3 separate regions of the Mus musculus genome follow, and regions 1 and 2 are each linked to region 3. The links are chromatin contacts, called in public promoter capture Hi-C maps. All regions are on one chromosome and are shown on one strand. Each heading gives the region's core, a stretch centred on a gene start, on an enhancer-like site or on the middle of the called end of the contact. The rest is flanking DNA. Distances are from core to core; before and after follow the strand shown. Region 1 overlaps Cacna1c (calcium channel, voltage-dependent, L type, alpha 1C subunit). Region 2 overlaps Cacna1c (calcium channel, voltage-dependent, L type, alpha 1C subunit). Region 3 overlaps Cacna1c (calcium channel, voltage-dependent, L type, alpha 1C subunit).

Evidence for each region. Capture Hi-C pulls out chosen DNA fragments and counts their contacts.
Region 1: a promoter capture Hi-C map of pancreatic islet shows a contact between it and region 3. The contact joins two enhancer-like sites. A contact is called at or near these places in 1 of 484 Hi-C or Micro-C datasets (nephron progenitors), 1 of 115 datasets of contacts at active chromatin or transcription factors (astrocytes) and 1 of 9 other capture datasets (pancreatic islet).
Region 2: a promoter capture Hi-C map of pancreatic islet shows a contact between it and region 3. The contact joins two enhancer-like sites. A contact is called at or near these places in 1 of 484 Hi-C or Micro-C datasets (nephron progenitors) and 1 of 9 other capture datasets (pancreatic islet).

The regions. Positions count from the first base shown.
Region 1 is chr6:118,948,762-118,952,040 of GRCm38.p6, reverse strand. The region is part of intron 3 of Cacna1c (calcium channel, voltage-dependent, L type, alpha 1C subunit); the gene reads left to right. Among named protein-coding and RNA genes, the nearest start is that of Gm50599, 64 kb to the left of the region's middle. Within about 2 kb of position 1,595, at least 14 of the 459 cell types and tissues checked have an H3K27ac peak or open chromatin away from gene starts, as enhancers often do. A contact at or near this core is called in pancreatic islet, where this site is marked.
Region 2 is chr6:118,895,538-118,898,881 of GRCm38.p6, reverse strand. All of the region lies in intron 3 of Cacna1c (calcium channel, voltage-dependent, L type, alpha 1C subunit), which reads left to right. Among named protein-coding and RNA genes, the nearest start is that of 4931430N09Rik, 17 kb to the right of the region's middle. Within about 2 kb of position 1,606, at least 6 of the 459 cell types and tissues checked have an H3K27ac peak or open chromatin away from gene starts, as enhancers often do. A contact at or near this core is called in pancreatic islet, where this site is marked.
Region 3 is chr6:119,078,122-119,081,386 of GRCm38.p6, reverse strand. The region is part of intron 1 of Cacna1c (calcium channel, voltage-dependent, L type, alpha 1C subunit); the gene reads left to right. Among named protein-coding and RNA genes, the nearest start is that of Cacna1c, 29 kb to the left of the region's middle. Within about 2 kb of position 1,561, at least 20 of the 459 cell types and tissues checked have an H3K27ac peak or open chromatin away from gene starts, as enhancers often do. A contact at or near this core is called in pancreatic islet, where this site is marked.

The DNA of each region.
Region 1 (3,279 bases), core at 346-2,845, 130 kb after region 3:
CTCAGACGTGGTTTTCTTCCTCATGGGAATTACAAGAATGGAGAAGAAGAAATTCTCTCGCTTGGAATGAAAAAAGAGAGTACTACTAAGTGATGGGGAAGGGTCAGATATAGACAAAAGGACATGAGTGACTCAAGATGCTGTACGGCTATTTTTTAAAAATATTGGTCACAATGTGGTGTGTGTGTGTGTGTGTGTGTGTGTGTGTGAATGTGTGTTAGATAAGTGAATAAAAATGTAATTTAAAAAGCATAAAATCCTGAGCAAAGTTCCATGACATCATAATAGCCATTCTAACTGTATAAAAACGCACTGAGATGCCTGAAATTTGGGGCAGGCTGCCTTCAGCCAGCTGTGTGATGTTTTTGTTTGTGAGTTGATTAGAATAAAGTGGCTTAAAAAACTCAGCAACCTGAGCACTCCTGCAGAGGGGAGAATAGGACAGGATCGCTGGTTCTATCTTCTAATGAAGCCCTTGGGTGTAGAAAAGTGCTTGTCACTTTCCTGGGGTAGGCAGAAGCTAAACCAAAGCCATCCACGTGGCTCAGAATTAGTGACAGACCTGTTTTGGAAGTGCCATGGACAGCCTAGATCGCGATGGCAAGTCCCACACAGCAAGAACAGCTGCTGTACAAAGCAATGCTTTCTTTAAAGCTCTGTGAACAGCATCCAAGCTGGGCCCACTGTCCACCAGGTGCCTCACACCAGACTCGCTAAATGGCTGATGTGATAGATATTGGCCAAAGCACACGGTAACTTCTTTACCCTTTCCTGCTCCGTACCATGGTGCAGTGGGCCTTGCATGTTTGGCCGCCCACTTGCTCCTCTCCACCCAGTTTGTCCTCTTTTCTGCTTTGCCCTTTGCCAATACCACTCAGGCGCTTCAGTTTCTCACTTTCCCAGCCCGCCATCTTCCCATGTTTTGATCAATATGGAGTTCCTCCTGATGAACACGGTTGCGTTTTAATGGTGTGTTGTGGATATGTGTCTCAGTCCTCGGAACACCTCCAGTGTTTCTGAAACAATGCTCTAAAGGGAGGTAGAGTGTGCATGGTCAGCCTGTGCTGTGTCCCTTAGAACAGTGGGACGCAATGTCAGCGGGGAGGGTGGCATTGTTCTCAAAGGCTCCCGGCAGCTTTGTTTCTGACTTGATTTGTTCTCGAAGATTGCCTCCTCACATGGGAAGGAGCAGAGGTGCAGAGTGAAGACAGCGTTTGCCACGGGCTCCCTGGGCCTCAGGGTGGGCAAACAGGCTCCATGTTCTTACTCATTGTGCTGTTTCACCCTCAGAATAATTCATTACTCCCATTTTTAAATATGAAGGAACAGAGGCTAGCAGTAAAGCAGACTTGCTCAAAGTCTTAGGAAAGAGCTAAGGTTAAGGCTGCCACCGGGTCCACATCTTCCCGTTATTCCATGTCAGTTGTTTGTTTGTTGTTGTTTTTTGCCCTGCTTCTCGCCCTTACCCGCCACCCACACGCTGACTCCAGAGAACAGGTGAACAGCAGAGAGCGCGCATGTGAAGGGGATAGATATACGTGATCCATCATCAAACATGGACAGCCTAGGAAAGTAGGTCAGAGGCAGGACAGGCTCCACAGCATCTGCTCGAGTTCTGAGCGGCCCCGTGACTGGAGAAGATGAATGAGTGGGGATGTGGGGCGGCTCTGCTGTTGGAGTGTTGCTGCCTGGGCTACAGATCACAGTGGCCCGCTGGCCTCCTATGGTGAGCTCTACTTTGCGACTTCCAGACTTCCAGTGGCTCTTCCTGTTTGTCCTCGTGACTGGAGACACAGTATGGATAAGACCTGGGTCACAGGCTATGAGGCCACAGACCCTATGCCTGGTTCTGCTGCAAGCCTCAGTTTCCTCGTCTGTAAATGAGAGCAATAAATGGCCTGCCCAAGCCACTTGCCTGGCTTGCAGAATGGTTTTATGCCAGCATGAAAGGTTTCTATGTAGTAGGACCGAGAAGCACTGCTGTTGTTTATTTTAGATAGAGGAGGTGAACTGACTTGACAAGGTCACATAGCTTGTAAGTGGTAGGGCTAACCCTGGCGTTTGGGTATTTTGTCTGGAAGGTTTCCTGTTTTGTTTTAGAATAGTATGGACAGAGGCCTCTTGTTTTGGATTAGCTTTTAGTGCTTTGTAGGCCCTTGGACAGTAAGGATTACTTGTACACAGCTATGGGTAACTAGTAATAGGCCATAGATTTGCTTATAGGAACTAAAGCTATGGTTATCTGATGTGATGGTCTTACATTTCTAGCCAGATAGTGAGTGTCTGGAGGCAGGGACACGCTACAAGGCAGGTGTCATGAGATGCTAGATAAGCAATTACTGACACGTTGAATCAAAGGAGGGCTCTGCCACCTCAGAGATAACCTTTCCCATTCTCAAGGAAAGCTATTCATTTCCTTCTCTGTCTGTCTCTGTCTCCCCCCCCCCCCCCCACCGTGGTGTGTGTGTGTGTGTGTGTGTGTGTGTGTGTGTGTGATGTGTGTATTTTTTCATGAGAAGCATCACCATCTCATATGACCTAAGAAGGCTCTAGTCAAAGGTCTGCTGCAACAGACAGACACTTCCTTTAGGCTCTGTTTACATTACACAACCCCGTGATGTTCCCTTTCTGGCTTCTGAATGCTTCTTTGCAATACATTCAAGGAGGACTCTGTCCCATGCTCAGCTCCTCACTAATTAAGGAGAGGGATGGATACATAAAGAGCCAGCACCATAATGCCGGGAATCCTGTGTAGCCTTTCAAGGAGAAATTTCCTTGGGGAGGACCAGTGGCCCAAGGGAACACCTCTGTTCATGGTGAAGGCAGGCGCCGCACCATTCCCATCCACGACATCAGTTTCTCAGGTGAGCGGCTCACAAGTGACATAGATGGTTAGCCCAGAGTGTCCCAGGAGCCAACAGATGCTACATGCTGCCAAGTGACGCCCAAGCCAAATAAGAAATGACACATGCAAGGTCATGATTTCCATTAGGGGACAGAAGTGGACTTTCCTCTTCTCTGAAGATGAGGTAGTCCAGCTAACCTCAGAGCAGTACAGAGATGCTCCCAAAGGCTTAGTGGGAATAACCTCTGGAAGAGAGCAGAGTTTGATTAGACACAGGAAGCAAAGTGAACCACACCCTTGGCTGTATCCTCCTTTACAACCAAGGTACAATTGTGGCTCTGACGTTTAACCAAGTCTCTGGAACTTGAACAAGTGACAGCAACCCTACGTCTTGGTTTCTCCATTGGTGAAGTGAGCACTGTGATAATACCATA
Region 2 (3,344 bases), core at 357-2,856, 180 kb after region 3:
GCCGGCATAGCTCAGAAGACAGCTCAGAAAGCATCCCTACTCAACACCCTGGCTTCCGGAACCGCTTAACTCTGGTTTGCCCCAATAATGTGTGCCTGACCTGTGCTCCAGTCTGAGGGGACTCAAAGCATGGCAAGGCTCAGGGACACTGACTGGCCGGCTCCTCAGATCTGTGCAGGTGCACTACCAGGTGATCAGTAGGGCACAGCTGCTGTTCTGCCCCCTCTAAGTAGACCACTTCTCAGACATTCTTTTCACTCTTTGATTTGCTCCCTCTCTGCATTTGATTTGATTTTTGATTTTCTTACGTGCTTATGTGAAGGATTGCCACCTATATGTCGGCGCCCACAGAGGCCAGAGGACGAGGTTGAATAACCTGGAGCTAAACAGTTGTGAGCCACCAGATGAGGGTCCTGGGTATCAAACTCTTGACTGCTGAGCCATCTCTCCAGACCCCCGTGCATTTTAATTTGATTGGGGGGTGTCTACAAGTGTTAGATCATAGGGACTGTGTTGGGGTGAGGCAGGCCATGCAGGCCCTGAGAAGAAACACGGTCAGAGTGCCTAAGAGGAGGGACCCCTCGAGCATTTCCCAGGAGGTACAAGTTACTTCCTCCCAAAAGCTGAGGGAACTCTCATGAATTATTCTGGTCTTGACCCCAGCTCCTCCTCCTGTGGTGAGCAAGTCCCTGGACCTATGGGTTTTGCTGGAAGCTGGCCTCTTTATTCCCATGGCTTTCATTTTCCTTTTCAGGGGACCTCTCCAATTCTACTTCTACCTGGCCCCCTATTCAGGCCGCAGGATGTCCCTTGCCAGAGGACAAGTCACTTTGTTACTGATCTTTGGGTGCTGGGTTCCAAACTCTCCAGTGGTTTAATGCTAGAGATCAGTTCTGCTGCATCTGATGCTAATGTAGGCTTGCTTTGCCCCCCACTTGTTTGTTGAATTAATATATGCATATATATGTACACACATATATATATGTGTGTGTGTGTGTGTGTATGCATATATATGGATTATGTTTTAGTGAAAAAGAAAAGCTAAAGTAGCAACCCAAATCTTAACTCTTCATCTGTCAAGCATCTATGTATGGCTTGCAGGCTGAGAAAGGCACACAAATCATTAAATAACAATTATCATAATTAGCAGGGCGAGCCTATGACTAATCACCCTTGTGCCCAGAGCTTCCCGTTTACCTTGCCAGTGGATTAATGGATATTGTGAGGCTATATAGGAAGATGATGATGTCTCATCTCTGTAGACTTCTTCACTCCAAGACCATGTTCTTTCTCAGAAAAGGTGTCACGATTGCATTCTCTGAGGCTTACCAGTTCTTGTTCCTCAGTCACCCTCCACCTAGGATTCAAGCAAAGCACTGCAGCTACCAGCAGTTCAGGGGCAGCCACAGTCAGGAGCACGGGCCAAGGCTTCTGGGGTCAGCAGGAGGCAGGCACTGGTGCGCCTAGAAACCAGAGCGCATCTTTCCCCTGCCTGCTTCCTGCTCTTACAAAGCATGAGAGCCTGCCCTGCCAGCTCCCCTGTAGCCCTCACCTTATTAAGGGCTTCAAGGGCAGGAACGCTGTGGCAGCAGGTGGTTTAAGGTCATGGATGGCTGGGGTGATAGCCAATGAGCACTATTTACAGTTGCTATGATACTAGGATGAAGGAGGGGTTCTGTCCTCTTTCTTTAGCTGCAGGGCGACCAGCCACTCAGATTCTGCTGGGACTGTAAGTGACACCTGCAGCTATGACAGTCTCCCTATCTAGCAACAGCTACAGCCTCTTGGATCCTCTCTGTCCATTTAAGAGTCTCTCTCTGCCTAACACAGGTACTATGGAAGGAAGAGACACTATGTAAATCTTGGACCCACATGTTCATCAGCTATGGGTGGTCTCTGCTGTCTGCCTTCAGCTAAGGCAGTATTAGTTTTGCAGCCCTTCCTAGAAAGTTGCATTAGGCAGGACCAACTTATCATCTGTACAGTGGAGAGTTGGAACTTCTTATAAAACTGAGGGGTTGGTGAAAGGCATTAATGGCCAGCGGTACACTGACCTGGGTTAACCAGTTAACCAGTCCCGACAATGCGATAACTGATGATCACCAACTGTGGGTCCCATGTGAACACTTGTATGTTCTGAGAAGAGAGCAGGGTTCACACGGAATGTTGTGGGGGAGGGGGAGTAGGTGGAAGAATTGTAATAGATTAGTAATCAAATAGGAAAATTTGAGGTAGCATTATGTGCTATGAGGAAAGAGAAATAATGTGGAATTAGAGTCAAGGGCTCCTTGGCAAAGTGACATTTCATCTGAGACATGAATAGAGTTGAGGAACCAGATCTATAAAGATCCAGAGGCAGGGTTCCCTGGATAGGAAACAGTTCACACAGAGGCCCTATGCCAGGGGTGGATAGAATATGCTAAGTTATAGGAGCTGGCTCTCTCGCAAAAGAAAAGAACAGGTCTATATATGTCCTGAAATGATCAAGTGAGTGGTACCTCTGTGCCTCACCGCAAGTGAGGGCTGAACTCACAGAGGACCCCTACATTGGCCAGATCAATCCCAATGTAGGACTTATTTTCCCCTTAGCAGACAAAGCTAACTTATTTATAGGATGCTATTAAGAAATTCATTTGAAGGATTAGAAAATAGCTTGGTGATAAAAGTGCTTACACTCTTCTAGAGGACCTGAGTTTGGTTCCTAGGACCTAATATTGGATAGCTCATAATTGCCTGGGACTCTAGCTCCAAGGGATCTGAAACCCTTTCCTAGACTCTGTGAGGACCCACACACACATGGCACACATATATACTTATAAATACATATTTTAAAAGAATCAATCCAATATGTTCTTCTGGGTTGATGGCCTTACCCTTCACCCGTGTGTGCAAAGTTCAGTCTTGCAAGTTATCCACCATGCTGATGCACCTGTTCTGATAATGAACCAGGGGTAGTTCCTGAGACCCTGGGATGGGACACTTGCCTTCAAGGTGGATTCTTGGGTGTGACACAGGGATTAAGGTGTGTTTTTGTTGTTGTTATTATTTTTGTTGTTTGTTTGGTAACTGAAATCATAATCATTTTCTTGATATTAAGGTAAAGAATGACTGGTGCCTGGGTGGGGAACCAACTCTAGGGCCTGTGTATCCTTTTCCCCCACCTTGTGAAGTTCCTGGTAGCCAGAACAGTCATCAAGCCCCAGATATGTGTGGAGCCAAAGAGTAGGAATGACTTCTGCCCACGGCATCATGTTTATACTTGAACAAACCCCTGGGAGCCACGGTATAAGGAAGACTGAGATCAGTAAGGACAAAATCCTTAGCCACATCCTGTGGCCTCGAGG
Region 3 (3,265 bases), core at 312-2,811:
AGAACAGAACAAAGAGGTCTGTGGGGAAGGGGACAAGTAGGTAGGGGTAGCAGGGAGCTGGAGGAAGGCGGGGAGCAGAGTGGTTGGTATACACATGTACATGTGTGACATTATCTGAGAGCACGTTTAGTAGACGTGAGAAACAAACAAAAAACCAAAAATGAGAAGATTTTTAAAAAGGAACCCCCCCCCCCCCCGTTTCTAGAACTGAACATGTTTCAGTAAATAACTTAATGGCTGGGTTAAACATCGCAGAAGATGAAATCAGTGTATTAGAAGGTAGATCCAAGGAAATTGCCCAGAACAAACAGCAAAGAGATAAATGGTGCACTTATGGGAAAGCAACTGAGAGAGTTTAAGGAAAGAAGGCGAAGATTCATTGCCTCTTTCCAAAGACTCCTGCGCAGTATTGGGAGTGATGTAAAGGCATTGCTGTAAATGCCAGTGCCAAAAGTATTTCAAAATTTAGGAAAGGTACCAATTTCTAGATTGTAAGAGTGCACTGAATATGGAGGGCATGATTAGCAGTATACCTACCAGTGTGGAAAACAACTCGGACACTAAAAGGAGGTCATAATAAAATAGGTGGATTCTCTCCCCACAGACAACAACCCTTTCCCAGCATAGCAGGGGCCGTAGAACAGGACATATATTAAAGTGTTCAAGCGAGTTTCAAACTTGAGTTCTGAGCTCAGCTGGGCTCTCCTTTATGAGTCAGGATGAAAAGACACTTTTTACATAAAGAACAAATGCAGGACATTCACTCCCAGCTGATGCTTGTTGAAAGAGCTACCAAGGGACGTGCTTTGTAGAGATGCCTTAATCTCATTTTAAAGAATGGGATTCGGAGTGTTTTAAATATGAACGACAAGGTGGATGACGTGAGATGGGCTGGGTAGATCAGAATTGAATGTATCCCAAGGTCTTGGTATTTTCCAGAGGGAGAATATCTCATAATTTAAAAAAAAAAGGGAATCTAGACTCTGACCTTTGGGCACTGTCATTACCAGTTGAGTAACAACTGACATGCACTGAGTTCTTACCGTGTGCAGTGTGTCTCACTGATGTTAGCTTACCTGGTCTCTCAGTGACCACATAGAAAAGGCAATGCCTTTCCTTTGAGAGGTGAGAAGCAGGGCATATTTGCCTTTCTACCTCATGCTCAAAATAATGGCCAGCAATGAGATGTGGCTTTTAAATGTGGGTGGACCAAGTTGAGCCGAGTTTCAAATCCAATGCATCCTGTGTTGGTTGAATGATGATGTGGTGGGCGTGTTCTGATTCCAGCTAGTGTACCGTCAGAACCCCTGATGTGCTCTCTGCAGGGCCCTGCTCTTCACTGATCCTTTCTCTGGGCAAATGCCTTTCTGAAAAAGTCCGATACTGGCCTTTTATACTCCTGTACGTGGAATGCCGCAGTTCTCCCCTCAAATTCTTGGGAGTGTGGAACTTGTCGTATTCAGAACCAACGCTGTGTTTTTCCATGTGTTCCGTGGACCAGCTGGGTCTCCTCAATCTTTGTTTTGATTTGAACAAGCCTGGGCTTGCTGTCTCCTGAGTTTCTGTGTGGTACTCAGACAACATCTCCAGCATGGTGTTGCTAGGAAATGCAGTAATGATCATGATGCTGGATCAGCCTCTCTTGCCGCCCATACACACCTGCCTCTGCCATCTGCTAAGGATGCTTCTGGCACCTTGACCCTGCCATGCAGAGATGCTCTGCTGTGCTTTGGCCTGTGAATATTAGTTTGGCCGAGAAATTATCAGTGACATAGATCCAGTGCTGGGTGTTCGTTACTAAGCGCTTTGGACCCTGATCTAGTCACACTCTGGAAAAGAGGTACCAATAGCATTCAAGTCTACTTTATACCCTAGATATGTACATTATCTGTAAGTACACACATGTACACTTAAGTGTGTATGTTCTCATACATGTATATACTGAATTGATTGGTTAAGTCTGTGAAAATAGTTTTTGCTGTTTCTTGCCCCCCTCCCCTGGATTTGTTTAATCATGTACTGTTTGTTTTTCTGAACAACCAGTTAGTTTTAGGCTGAAAAAGTTCCTCCGTGGCCCCAGGTAACCCGGTTCAAATGCAGAAGGGAAGGAAAGTGCCTGTTCCTAAGTGCCTGTTCCTGGTTTCCCGCGTCATCATTCCTCTGAGGAGGGTTTTTTTTCTGTGCATTTGGGCAGACCTAAGACCAAATTCATAACAGCCAGCGGGGCTCCTGATCTCACTCACCAGCACTAGCAGGTCTGGGGACAGATGGTGAGGTAAAGGCAAACAAAGGCTCTTGGCTTGCTGCTAACGGAAGCCGTGGGCATCTCCAATCTCTGCTTTCCCCACAAAGGCCCTGTCTGCAAATTCCAGCATTGCTATAGCAGCCCGTGCTGTGGAGGCCTGTGTGTTTGGTTCTGTGTCTAACACAGACCTTTCTGACTTCCCGGAGGTATAGTGGAGGATCCGGTTGTACCTTTCCTGGGAGACACTGAGGTGAATGGAAGCAGTGGTCATCCAGCAGTGGAAAGCTGGGTCTGTGTTTTTACCCAACCAACCCTCTCCGGTCAGCTTTGGTAAGGGCGTGGTTCCTTGGCTTCTCCAGTTGAAATTGATGGTATTTACTATTTTATTGTGAAGGGAACTTAGTGAGAGTATGCAGGAGACAGGCTTTGTAAACCCCAAAACAATATAGACACAGGCATTGTTTCTCCCAGTCCTCAGAGAGTGGATTGTGGGAAGCTAATGCCCTTACTGGGCCATGTTTCAGTGCCAGGAACAGCCAAAGATGTCAATAACTGTCCATTAATGATGGGGCAGAGAAGTTGTCTGACTCCATGGAAGCCAGGGTTTTATAAATTAAGTGAGCACGCTCATTTGCCATTCATAGGGCAAATATTTATTGAGTGTCTACTAAATGCTGGACCCTGGGACTACAGCATTGAGTAAGATGGGTGGGGCTGTGATTAGTGTCTCCTGTAGCTTCCAGCGCTGGAAGCCATAGGTAGTTTTTATAGAGTTCAATTTGTTCGGTGTTGGTGGTTTCTCTGCCTCTTTGGTGATAAGATGCCTGTTCTGGGGCAATGAGAATGACATCTGAGAACTTTATAGGGCAAGTGGGAAGATGTGTTACTGGCCTTTGGAATACGGAAGGTGAGGAGTTTCTGATCTATCCTAGGCTCCTTCCTCACGTCGCCTGGATTTTGGCTTGGCCTCATTCATAGGCCATCTAGCTGGGGACTTTATTGCCTTCCATAAGCAGTCCA